Regions from separate parts of the Mus musculus genome. Here region 1 is linked to region 2. The links are chromatin contacts, called in public HiChIP or PLAC-seq maps. All regions are on one chromosome and are shown on one strand. The core of a region is the stretch at or near the end of the contact, and the rest is flanking DNA. Distances in the headings are between cores, read along the strand shown. Region 1 overlaps Lancl1 (LanC (bacterial lantibiotic synthetase component C)-like 1). Region 2 holds the start of Acadl (acyl-Coenzyme A dehydrogenase, long-chain).

Region 1 (5,792 bases), core at 2,439-4,938, 140 kb before region 2:
TGCATTGTATACATAAAGATGCAATCCCAGTGGTAGAGCTGGACACAGGAAGGGCCCTAGAGCTACCTGGTCAGCTAGGATTGCCCAGTCCTTGTGCTCCAGGGTAAGAGAGACACTATCCTAACAAATAGTTGGAAAAGCAATTAGTGAAAACACCTGATCTGGATCTTTGGCCTCCAAAGGTACTACACACATGTGCACACATAAGAACACATACACAAACACACAAAAATACAACAGCTCATAGATTCTTCCCTAGTGTGTAAAGCCATTCTAATAGTGAAGGGTGTCAGTTACTCAAGTTGTATGGCAAGTGTGTTCTTTAGAGGGAATTGGTGATAAGAGCAAGTGGCCAGTTTAGTATTGCTGCTGCATCTGTCTCTGTCTGTCTGTCTGTCTGTCTGTCTCTCTCTGTCTCTCTCGCTCTCTGTCTCTCTGTCTCTCTGTCTCTCTCTCTCTCTCTCTCTCTCTCTCTCTCTCTCACACACACACACACACACACACAGCTTAGACCAAGCATACATGATCAGGCCCAGTTATTTTATAAAACAAAGCTAGTTACATTAGTTTGCTTTTGCTATGATAATACACTGACTAAGAGCAGCTTGGAGTAGGGAGGGAAAGAAAGGTTAGTCCAGCGTGAAGGGAAGCCAGGGCAGGAACCTGAGGCAGGAAGTGAAGGAGACTCCATGGATGGATTCTAGTTACTAGTTCCCTTCCCCTGCCTTGCTCATCCTTCTTTCTGATACAACCCAAGACTACCTGCCAGGTGATTGCACCCCCAACAGTGGACTAGGCCCTCCTCCTACATCGATCAACAATCAAGGAAACACCCCACAGATATGCCCACAGGCCAGTCTGATGAGGACAGTTTCTCAGTGGAGGTTCCCTCCTCCCAAGTGTGCCTAGTCTTGTGTCAAGGTGACAAAACCTATGATACAAGTCAGTGGTAAGGGTTTGTCTGTTGTTGGAAGTACTGCACTTCCTGTTGCTGCGATCCTTACTTCTCAGCCTGCCTCCTCCTCTTCTTCTCCACCTTGCCTTCTCAGGTAGGAAGAGCTTTGTAGCCCCAATGACAGAACTCGCATATGTCCCTTGACTCTGCAGGTGTTCAAAGAAGAGCGTTACCTGTGTGATGCCCAGCAGTGTGCTGACGTGATCTGGCAGTACGGGCTACTGAAGAAGGGCTACGGGCTGTGCCATGGTGCTGCAGGGAATGCCTACGCTTTCCTGGCACTCTACAACCTCACACAGGATCTGAAGTATCTGTACAGGGCCTGCAAGGTAAGAGCCAGGCTGGGCGTGGAGAAGCAGCTCCTTGGGAGGCTGAAAAGGCCCTGAGCTTAGAGTTAACACACATGTAGTTTAAGGGAAACCTCGAGAACTATTCAGGACGGTTAACATCCCTTTAAAGGGTAGATTCTGCTTGGACCTTTGTAGGACCAAAGGCTGAAGGGTGGAGGGTTATTTTGTTTTGGTACCCTTGGCAACAGTGTTCTTACTGCTCACTAAACTCCTCCCAAGCCATGCAGCTGCCTCCAAACCTTCTCCTTGTCTCTCACTTATAGTTTGGGAATTATTCAAAGTAACGCAGGCAGTTTTTGTGAGTTCCTAGAATTCGGAAGAAATAACTACAGTAATTGAACTCGGTCTCATTTTCAGTTTGCTGAGTGGTGCTTAGACTACGGGGAGCACGGATGCAGGACAGCGGACACCCCCTTCTCCCTCTTTGAAGGTATTTTTCACACATGACTTAGCTCCTAAGATCATCAGCTACCATTCTGCTTGGTGATAATCAGGTGTAACCACAATCTGATTCTTATAGTCCATTCTTAAACATGTACCACCTTATTTCCTGAAATGTCAGGTCGGTGAGCAAGGCTGGGGGTGTAGCTCAGTTGTTACAGTTGCTTAGTCTACCCAAAGCCCTGAGTTCATCTTCCACACCACATAAACTAGGCATATTGGCATATACCCACATCTCTATAATCCCAGCACTCAAGGGGTGGAAACAGTAGAGACCGGAAGATCAGCAATTCAACTAGGCCATTTACTTGTTTAAGGCCAGCCTGGACTGTGTGAAACCTGGTGCCTAAATAAATAAATAAATAAATAAATTAGTCAGTGAGCATTTACCTCAGACTATAATATTAGTAGCTGTCATGGTGGCCACCATTTATGAACCCAGGCATATGCTGAGTCATAGATACAGAGCCTCTGGGAGGTAAGTGGCCACGAGGCAGTGCTGAAGGAGCTGGCATGTGGCCAGGTGACAGGAAGTGAGTGGCTAGAATAAGTAGCTTGACTGTGCTTGCCTCCATTCTGTCTCCTGTCTTCCTCTGGATAAAAAGAAAGCCAAGAACCCCCGAGGGGCCTCTGATGTTGAATGCAGGGTATGAATTACAGGATGCTTCCCATGACCAAAAGTCAATAAAAAATAAAAAAATAAAAATAAATGAGCCTTAGGAAATGGAGCCATTTGGTGTAGTAACGTGTGCTTCTTTCTGTTCCTCTAGGGATGGCTGGAACAATATATTTCTTGGCTGACCTGTTAGTCCCCACAAAGGCCAAGTTCCCTGCATTTGAACTCTGAAAAGAAAGCATGTCTCCTGCCGCTTACAGCATGACTCTGTGTATTACTCTGGGCTACATATTGCCCTTGCTTTTGAAGGAAGCAGAATGAAACTGTGTACTTTGAAGTGGTCGAGTTTTTATTTCCATAATTTGTCTTTAGCAGTTCAGCACCTTTTATTATTTACTTTTTATTTATAAGTGTACTTGAAGCCATCTTAATTCCCTTCCAGAGGGAAGGATGGATGACAGTACAGTATCTTCTGATCATTCGCATGGTTCCCAGACATGCAGGAAATGTTCCTCTTACTACTTATCCATCAATGTGATCCATGCCTGGGAGCATGTTATCCCATCTCCTGGGGAGAGAGGCAGGAGGATCACAAGTTCAAGGCCAACCTAGGCAACTTAGTGAGACCCGTTTTCAAGGTAAAGAGCAGGAGAGATCTGGCACGTAGCTGAGTGGTAGAACACTCCTAGCATGGAGAAGAGCCCTGGGCCCTGCCCCAACACAGATACACACAGTGCACACAGTGCACACACGAGCTCAGTGCAGGTGGACACATTACATGTGATGGCTGTTGCTGGGTACTGCCTTCCAGCTCTTCTGTTGAGCATTCTGCCTCCACAGAGAGTAGTAGTTCTGGGACTGGGTTCTCTCAAGTGGTGAGCAAAGGGGACCAAAAAATGTAGCCCGTGCTTCTGGAAGAAAAACTGCAAGAGTTATAGACTAGATTTTTGGGCCTAAATGTCATTTTTTTAAATTCCTAGTTTCTGTCTGAACTAGAAATCCCACTTCATGAGCCACACAGGCCCTATCTAGCAGCAACAGGATCAAAACTTAAATGGTTGGGATGCACATTCTGATCTGAAAGTTTACTCACAAATAACAGTTCCTTGGCTTGTGTTAGATTTCAGAAATGTTTGTTTTAAAAGTTGTCTGTCCTTTAGTACTCAGATGAGATCTAGAAGTAGATTGTCTGTGTGAATTTGCTGAGACAGGGTCCCACCTGACCTTTGGCTGACCTTGAGACGTTTGGCTCAGCTTTGCCTTGCTTTTCGCTGACTGTGCCTGAGTGAGTGCCACATGTCATCACCTTCTGTCAATTGACTTGAACATTGATCTCGTCACTAACTAGTACAAACTCTAACTCTGCTTACAAAGAGTGTGGAAAGGGAGCTGCTCTGACCAGTAGCTTCTAAGAAAACACGGCTCTTGGCTGGAATGGGATGTGACTGCCTTCATGCGTGTAACAAATGGCGGTTTGCATATCCCAAGAGCAAGTGTCCTTCACATTCCGAGACCACCTCGGAGTCAGGTTTGTTTGTACACGAAGACTCCCCCGTGTTTCGACCTCTGAACAAACGCCTATTGACTCTTTAGCTCCTCCCTTCTTTCCTCGATATCAAAGGCCTAACCAGACTCTAACCTACGTGGTAACATTTTCCAGCTTTAAAACAACAGGGTCTAAGAATATTTAATGTGCTATTTGTGGCTCTTTTGGTCATTCAGTTTTTATTGGAGATCAAATCCCCATGGAGTGTATCCTGGTTGCTATGAGGAGTAATCTCCTGTTATTTTCTATTTGGTACCAAGATAGCTAATATTACGTGAAATTTTCTGGCCCTTTTAAGGGTGCCTACAGTAGGATCCAAAGAGCAGCCCAGCACTCGATTTCTAGGATTGAATTGGTCCTTCTGTGACCCCTGTGCATCCTCAGAAGTTGTGTGTAGACTGTGCCAGGTGAAGGCTTTGTATCAATATTTATAAGTCACTCTTAGACAGTAAAGTGCAGCTGTTTGGCTGGGTGTCCAGCTTTAGAAAAGAAAGCCCACTTTGTTTAGTTAAATGGCTTATTATATTCTGTCTGCACTTTACTATAGATACTTATTAAAGAAAAAGAGGAAGTGTTTTGATCAGCCAGTAGACTTGGTCACAGTGCTTCCCCAGGCATCCTGATGAGTGTTGCCTCCTGCATATTGTCACCCATGAACAGACTCATGAACACCATTCAGCTCTCTTCACTGTAGCATTTTAGAAACTCACTACACTGACAGTGTTTATGCCGCTGTTGACTAATGTTTAAGAGCTAGGAGAGTTTTCTAAGGATCTTAAACTCACATAGAGTAAAGGCTGACACCAACGCCCCTCCTCGGGTAGAGGCTGCAAGAACCATTTCCATTCAGGTGTCGTGCAGACATGGTTGGTTTTATTCTTATGCATTTTTCCTTCAGAGGTTTTAATTCCTAGTTTCAAAACCTTCCAGTGGCTGCTTTGGAAAACTCAGTGGCATTGTTCATCTCCATCCAGAGACTGGGCAGTAAGGGGTTCTGAGCCTGCCAGGCAGTCTATTTATCCCCTTGTGCTTTTCAGCCCTAAACTTGAATCGTGTAACATGTCAGCATTGACATGGCCGTCTCCATAGATCCCACCAGGGAGTTCATTTCATCCCAGCTGTCGGTCTCCCATCCTCAGGGTCATCTGGTTCCCTTATCCTCATCATGCCCTGCCTGTATCAACGCAGAAAGCCCCCATGTAGATAGACTTAGATTGAAGAGGATCTACGAGTATTTTTTTCTCCTTCCCTGTTTCTCTAAGTAACAGAATTGCAGCACTCTATTCCTGTGTCCTCAGGTCAATTTGTATCTAGATTACTGGGCCTAATCTTGAAGTAAGTAGTGTAAGTGGGATCTTTCACTTCTCTCCTCCTTAGGCTCCAAGAACTCAGGTGTAGTCCCCGGCTTACTTGACATTAATTCCAGTTCCTCTTGCTTCCTCAAAACCGGTCAGACCAGGTTTCTGGGGGCTCCATACTGCTGGGCCATAGAAAACTGTTTACATCTGGTGAACAGGAGTCAGTGTGGGGGGCATTGAGCAATCACCCCAAGGTTCATTGCCACTAAACTGGGAAAGGCTGGTTTCATATGTGTATGTTATGGGAGGGATTGAACCCACTGGTCTTCAATAAAATGTTATTAGGCCTGAGTATCGGGTACTGTTGTTTGCTTCAGTTTGAATTTGAAAAGTATTTCTCCTTAATGATAAATAGTGGCCTTTTCTGTGTAAACTCACTAAGATTTGTTCCTAGCTATTCCTTCATTGTTAGTTCCACTCCTTTATGCAATAACAGATTTATAAAAGGAAAATGCTCTCATCTGTGATAATGGTAGATTTAGAAGAATCTTCAAGGTTTCAAATCATGCAATGCATCACCTCTCAT
Region 2 (6,092 bases), core at 1,844-4,343:
ATCAAGCCAGAAATAGTGCTTGGTTTTAGACTATAGACAAATGAAATTCTTTTGTCCTTCAGCCTACTTTAACATCAACTTCAAAAATCCCTTGTGTTGTTTCTAAACTCTGGGCTAAATGTCATTGAGGCCAGGATTTTTCTAAACAGTGTTGCTAAAGAAGACTGTTGAAAACTGTTGGCATTAGCTGTCAAGTTTTCTCTCAGGTGAACAAGAACAAGAATAAGAAATGGAGAGGAGAGTTTCATATCCCATGTTTTCCTCCTTGGGGTCTAGAAACAATTCAAGGGATGACCCAACCTGTCCAGTAAAAAATAAATGGAGTAGGAGGATCAGCTGCTGCAAACACTTCCCAGATGAATGAATGAATGGGAACTGAATAAAAGGAAGGGTAGGGTTCTTGGTTTTTGTTTCCTGAGCAGACCATGTCCTCCACTTAGATTTAGGGTGAGGAGACAGAGTCATGACATTACTGTGTACTGGTCTCCTACGGTGCCTTGGAATGGATGTTCTGCATATTTTGTCTTGATTTAGCTTCACAACCAGGGTATGAGGTAGATGCTATTAATATCCCATGTTACAAATAAGGAAACGAAGACACAGAGAGATTAAGAAACTCTAAGGGGGGATTTTTCAGCCGCAGTCTAGAATGTTCTTTCCTTGTGTGTTTTCCATTATGCCCTAAAATGAGGTGAATAAAGAGTAACTCGGAGTCACTACTGCTCAGCTCATTTTCTTTAGGCCATCAGTTTTCTGCTTTCATCTCACTCTTTGATGTAATATTCTCCTTTTCATTAAAAATAGTAATTATATGCCTGTATGTTTGTGTAACTAGTAGTATGTTTAGTGCCTGTGAAAGACCTCAGAATCTTTCCAAGTGGAATTACAGAAGGTGTTAGTCACTATGTGAATGCTAGAAATTGAACCCCAAACCTCTGGAAGAGCAGTCAGTGCTCTTAATCACTGAGCCATCTCTCCAGCCCTTGCTACTCCTATTTTCATAGCTGTTCGATGGCCCCTTTTGAAAGCATGTATTTTATTGTCTACAAGGTCAAATGTTTATGGTTAGAAGAAACTCAGTCTTTATGGAATGAAAGAACGAATGAATATGTATTTTTGCCCTCCTCAACCATAAGCACTCTTCACTTCCTATCACACCAAATGTAAACTACCTGGTTAGATACTTAGTACTCATTTAAAAATGCCAATCATTGCCTGCCAGTGACCACTGCAGACCTGTGAGCCTGGCCCTTTGCAAGAACTGATCCACTAAATCTCCAAACTGAGAACTTCAAATCCAGGAAGTTGCAGACATAAATTTGCACTATACTCTCTGCTAAGGTCTTGCCCAGAGATTATCTCCCTCTTGGCCTGGATTTCCTACTTTCCAACATAAACTTTCCAGTTAGACAGGTTCCTTTGCCCATCGATTCCTTTCTTCCATCTGGAGAGCTTTCCTGATTTCCCCATCACATCTTTTTCCTAATTTTCTTTTAATGCTCAAGTTTAGGCTGCCATTGACATTTCAATAACTAAAAGCATGCCCTTCCTTCGTCATCGTGGCAAATGTCAGAAGCCCTACTTACTCAGATACTAAGGCAGGAGGATTGTTTAAATGTGCAGAAGTTTGGGACAGTTGTCTGCGCAATACAAAGAAACCCTGCCTCATACCCTCTAAAAAGGCATGCCTGTAGAACTCTCAAGCAATATGTGTAATACTCCTACAAGAGAAATATGGCTCAAAGGGGTTTGTGAAATCCTGGTTATTGTTCAACCTTTCATATCATTAGAATACAGCTGATCCTACACTTACAAGCTTGTTTCTTATATGTATGTGTAAGGCCTGAGTCCGATCCCCAGGAATAAGTGTACACACACACACACACACACACACACACACACACACACACACACTACTTGTTTGTTTTTATTTTATAAAAGGAAACAATAACTTCATGATAAACCAGATGAACAGGATCTTAAACAAACGTGCCTCCAGTTAGCCTTAGCAAGAATGCAACAGAGCAAGGACACACACCATTTGCATTAATTCTGCCACTAGGAAACCCGGGGAAAAAAAAAAAAAGACAAAACAAACAGCCCCACCCCCAACCAGATCAAGTTACTCCTAGAAAATAAACGACTCTTCTGAGCATTTGTAAACATAGCCCTAGGGAAGCAGAAAGACAGGTAGATCACTACCAAACCGGCTAGCCAAATCTATAAACTCCAGGTTCAGTGAGAAACCTGGAGGGCAATTGATGAAGACATCTGATAGGAACTTCTGGACTCCACATGAGTGCACGACAGACAGACGACACACATGAATGAAATGTAATCTAAAATTATTTTTTTAAATAAAAAAAGACTATGTTTTCCAGATTGTTGGTGCCGTGAAACCCTAAAGCTTTTCTTTGAAACATTTCTGTATGTCCTACTCAGTGGGCTGTCAGTAGTTGATTGCTAACACAAAATGTCTTTCACTTTCACTATTTCAGATTCCGTAACTGTTGTTATTAGAAAGGCCCCCTTGCCTCCTTAGAAATCGATGTAATGTACACATTCTTTAGAGTTCAAAACCTGTCAGGCATTTCCCATTACAAATCATCAAATCCATAAACCCAAATAATACATGTCCTTGAATTGAACCAAAACAACAACAAAAAAAGGAAACAACCATATGCGAGTTCAAGTACTATTGGAGAATTGAACCAATTGTTATTCCGTTATCAAATATACTTACTTATTTATTTTCAAAGAGTAGCTACAAACGTTTGCAAGGAAAAAAACAAAACCAAAACAAACAAAAAACCCAAACCAAATCAGCACAATCCTTTACAGTGAGTACTCATACATTTATCGACATTCAGAGAGCTTTCCGAAGTTAGAAAATTAACTCCATGCACCTTTCAGTGCGGGGGTGGGACGACTCTCCAGGGAACCCTCGCTCAGCCCTGCAGCCGGGAGGGGAGGGCGCACGGGGCGTCGCGCAGAGCCTGGCGCAGACCCCGCCCGAGCTGGCGGCACCGCCCTGCGGCCCGCAGTTGGCTGTCCCCGAGGCCCGCCCCACCGTCCCGCCGTCCGGCCGCCCCTCTGTCCGCCTGCCCCCGCCGCGGAGCCCGCCAGTCCCGTCCGCCGCCGTCCATCCCGCCATGGCTGCGCGCCTGCTCCTCCGCTCCCTGCGCGTCCTGAGCGCCCGCTCGGCGCCACGCCCGCTGCCCTCCGCCCGGTGAGTGCGGGTACAGCCTGGGGTACCGGCAGCCGGGGCGGCGGAGCTCTGGGGATGGGGTGTGACGCGCTACGGTCAAGCCGGGGCGACGCGGCCGGAGGAAGGGACCGGGCCTTCTCTCCGGAACCCGGGGCTGCCCGCTGTGGCGTGGAGAACTCGGGGTGTCCCCACCACGGTCCGCCGCGCCCCAAAAGGCAAGGCAACCCCTAATGCTCGCTCCAGGCCTGGGCCCCGCCCCACGTCCTACAGTGTCCCGTGAACTGACTTTGAAAGTGTTGTCCCAGCTTTAGCGGGAGCGATCACCCCCTGGGCGCTCTGCCACCGAGTAGTGCGACCTTTAGCCCAGTTGGAACGGAGACTGGGGACTGCCACCTGACAGTGAACTTGGGACTTGGTGTGCGGAGGCGGGGACCGGAAGACCAGAGCAACTTCAATCATCCCGACTCAGGCGTCCAGGCGTAGGCCCCATCTGATAAATTAGTTGTACACTTATTACTAAATCCTTAAACTAATTAAATGTAGAGGGATTAATGGGCAGCTCCCAAGAGCTTTAGAGACTTTTGGGGGTGTTTATACTGAGATCAAGTTTTACCTGTCTAAAAATCCATTCCTTGGATAAAGCAGACTGGAAGTGTAAAGCTTTGTTAATTATGGTGGCAGGACATTTAAATGAGCTAATTAGCACATTGTTGCGAAGTACAATACAGTGCTGTGGTAAAGCTTATCCATCCGGAGGAGACTTGGGAAAGTTCCGAGGACTTTAAGATAGGAATGCTTTTCTATTCTCCGGAGGAAGTGATGTTCTGACGCTCTTAAAATTAGAGCACCCTGAAGATGAACAGAGACACCTGCATCGGTGGCAAAGGACAGGCCAGCTGACTCATTGCTGGATGCTGCGAAAGGGTGTGTTCCTATTGTTCTAGCTTTTCTTATTTCTTTTTATGTTAATAATATTTCTGTATTTTTTTAATTAGAGAACCCCCCAAATGATCTTATTTTGATTCAAGTGTGGGAAGAAGCTCTGCCTTACAGAGGATTATTGGAGAATGGTCAGTGAGCCAGGAGCTATAGTTTTATCGTCACGGGTTTCTTAAAGGGTTATGAGTATAATGGCCAACGATCCAGTTGAAAGGCAGTCTGAGTCAGCATTTATGGAGCGAGGCCTAGGCTGAGCCCAAGAACGTTTACATCCAGCTGCCAGGGCCTGAGTGTGCCAATGGGTCATTTCATTTAGTCTGACTTTTTTTTATGTAAATGAGGCTTTAAAGCGGTGGCCCAGGCCTGTAATTCCCCCTCCACACACACTGGAGGCAGAGGCCAGGGGATCATGATGAATTTGAAGCTTCCTTGGAGCTGCTTAGTGAGACCCTGACTTAAAAGACAGAGAAAACAACGGACACTAGCCTGAAGGCTATTGATTTGTTCAGTACAGGTGTCTCCAAACTGAAAATTGATGTTTCACCAAACTTAACTGCCAAGTAAATGATAGCAGGAAAGTGTTTATTTATGCATTTCTTTTTTCTGTAGTTAGAAATATTACATTTTTTTTCTTAGCATATTATAGGGTGTACCATTTTAAGACCCAGACAGATTTACACACAAGTTCTCTACTTTATAGTGATAAACAATTCCACCTGAATCTCAGAAGCCTGGTATTCTAATCTCAGCGTTGCTTTTACACGGAGGACAAATATATACTTTAAAATGCTTACCTCATAGCAATAAATTGAAAGCAGTCATCTCAGTTATTAGGGATAAAATAAACTTTGTTGTGATCTGAGAAACCACCTGCAGGTCTTGTGCCTGGTTTTCTCTGACCTTTAAAGCTTGGATAGCAGTTTGGTGTCTCTGGTGACCGGTGTGACCTCACTGTAGGAAGTAATCACTAGGATTTGGCCTGTTCCTCTTCCCAGTTGCTTTCTCTTCCTAGTGTTTGTGGTTCAAGATGTGAGCTCTCGGCTTCTTGCCTGAGCCCTCTGTTTATTGTCATGCCTTCTGGCCCCAATGGTAGTAGACCCTTATCCCTCTGTAGCTGTAAGCCCAAGCAAACCCTTTCTTCCATGGCTATGGAATATTATCACACCAACAGAAAAGAACCCAATATAGTACCATATTTTCATCCTCCATTCATCTGTCTTTCCCTCAGTATATACTTTTGCCATCTTTATCAGAGATTAGGGAGTTAGAGATGCCAGCATCTATATTTGTGTCCCTTGTTCCATTGGTTTGTGCGTGTGCGTGTGCGTGTGCGTGTGTGTGTGTGTGTGTGTGTGTGTGTGTGTGTGTGTGTGTTTGCGTTCTGTTGCCCTTACTATGCTGTTTCTATTACAATGGCTTGGTAATGTAGCTCACACGCAGGGTGATGATACCTCCAGCAGTATTCTTTTGTTCAGGGTTGCTTTAGCCATCCTTGGTGTTTTGTGCCTCCATATAAATTTTAAAATCTTTTTTTTCCAACTTCTTTGAAAAATAGCCCAAGATTTTTTGTTGGGCCTGCGTTGAATTTGTAGATTGCTTTTGACAGGATGGCCATTGCCCTAATACTAATTCTTCTGAGCTGAGACCAGGAGGTCTTTCCATCTTCTGGTGTTGTCCTTTGTTTCATTCTTTGGTGTCTTAGTTTACATTGTAGAAGTCTTTTATTTCCTTGGTTAAGTTTATTCCTAGAAGAGAGGGAGAGGGGGAAGGGAAGGGGGAGGGGGAGACAGACCAAACTGGACTGTGTTCATGCTGTCTTTTTCAGTATATTTGCTATTGGCATATAGAAAACCTCTGAATTTTATGTTAACTTTGTATCCTGCTACTTTGCTGAAAGTGTTTATTAGCTCTGAGAATGTTTTTGGTGGAGTCTTTAGAGACTCCT

What was found. HiChIP or PLAC-seq counts read pairs in DNA pulled down with a chosen protein or histone mark.
Region 1: an H3K27ac HiChIP or PLAC-seq map of hepatocytes shows a contact between it and region 2, with 3 times the contacts expected there. The contact joins the enhancer-like site here to the promoter of Acadl in region 2. A contact is called at or near these places in 1 of 39 promoter capture datasets (liver), 1 of 484 Hi-C or Micro-C datasets (liver), 5 of 115 datasets of contacts at active chromatin or transcription factors (DN3 thymocytes, the SCID.adh cell line, bone marrow-derived macrophages and 1 more) and 3 of 9 other capture datasets (adipose tissue, liver and pancreatic islet).

Annotation. Positions count from the first base shown.
Region 1 is chr1:67,000,282-67,006,073 of GRCm38.p6, reverse strand. It overlaps Lancl1 (LanC (bacterial lantibiotic synthetase component C)-like 1), which reads left to right. Exons shown (of 9, transcript NM_001190985.1): 7 at 1,108-1,284; 8 at 1,663-1,735; 9 at 2,517-5,557. The coding sequence ends at 2,593. Among named protein-coding and RNA genes, the nearest start is that of Lancl1, 36 kb to the left of the region's middle. Within about 2 kb of position 3,688, at least 18 of the 459 cell types and tissues checked have an H3K27ac peak or open chromatin away from gene starts, as enhancers often do. A contact at or near this core is called in the SCID.adh cell line, hepatocytes and liver, where this site is marked.
Region 2 is chr1:66,860,310-66,866,401 of GRCm38.p6, reverse strand. Acadl (acyl-Coenzyme A dehydrogenase, long-chain) reads left to right here and starts at 3,093. Exons shown (of 11, transcript NM_007381.4): 1 at 3,093-3,229. The coding sequence starts at 3,153.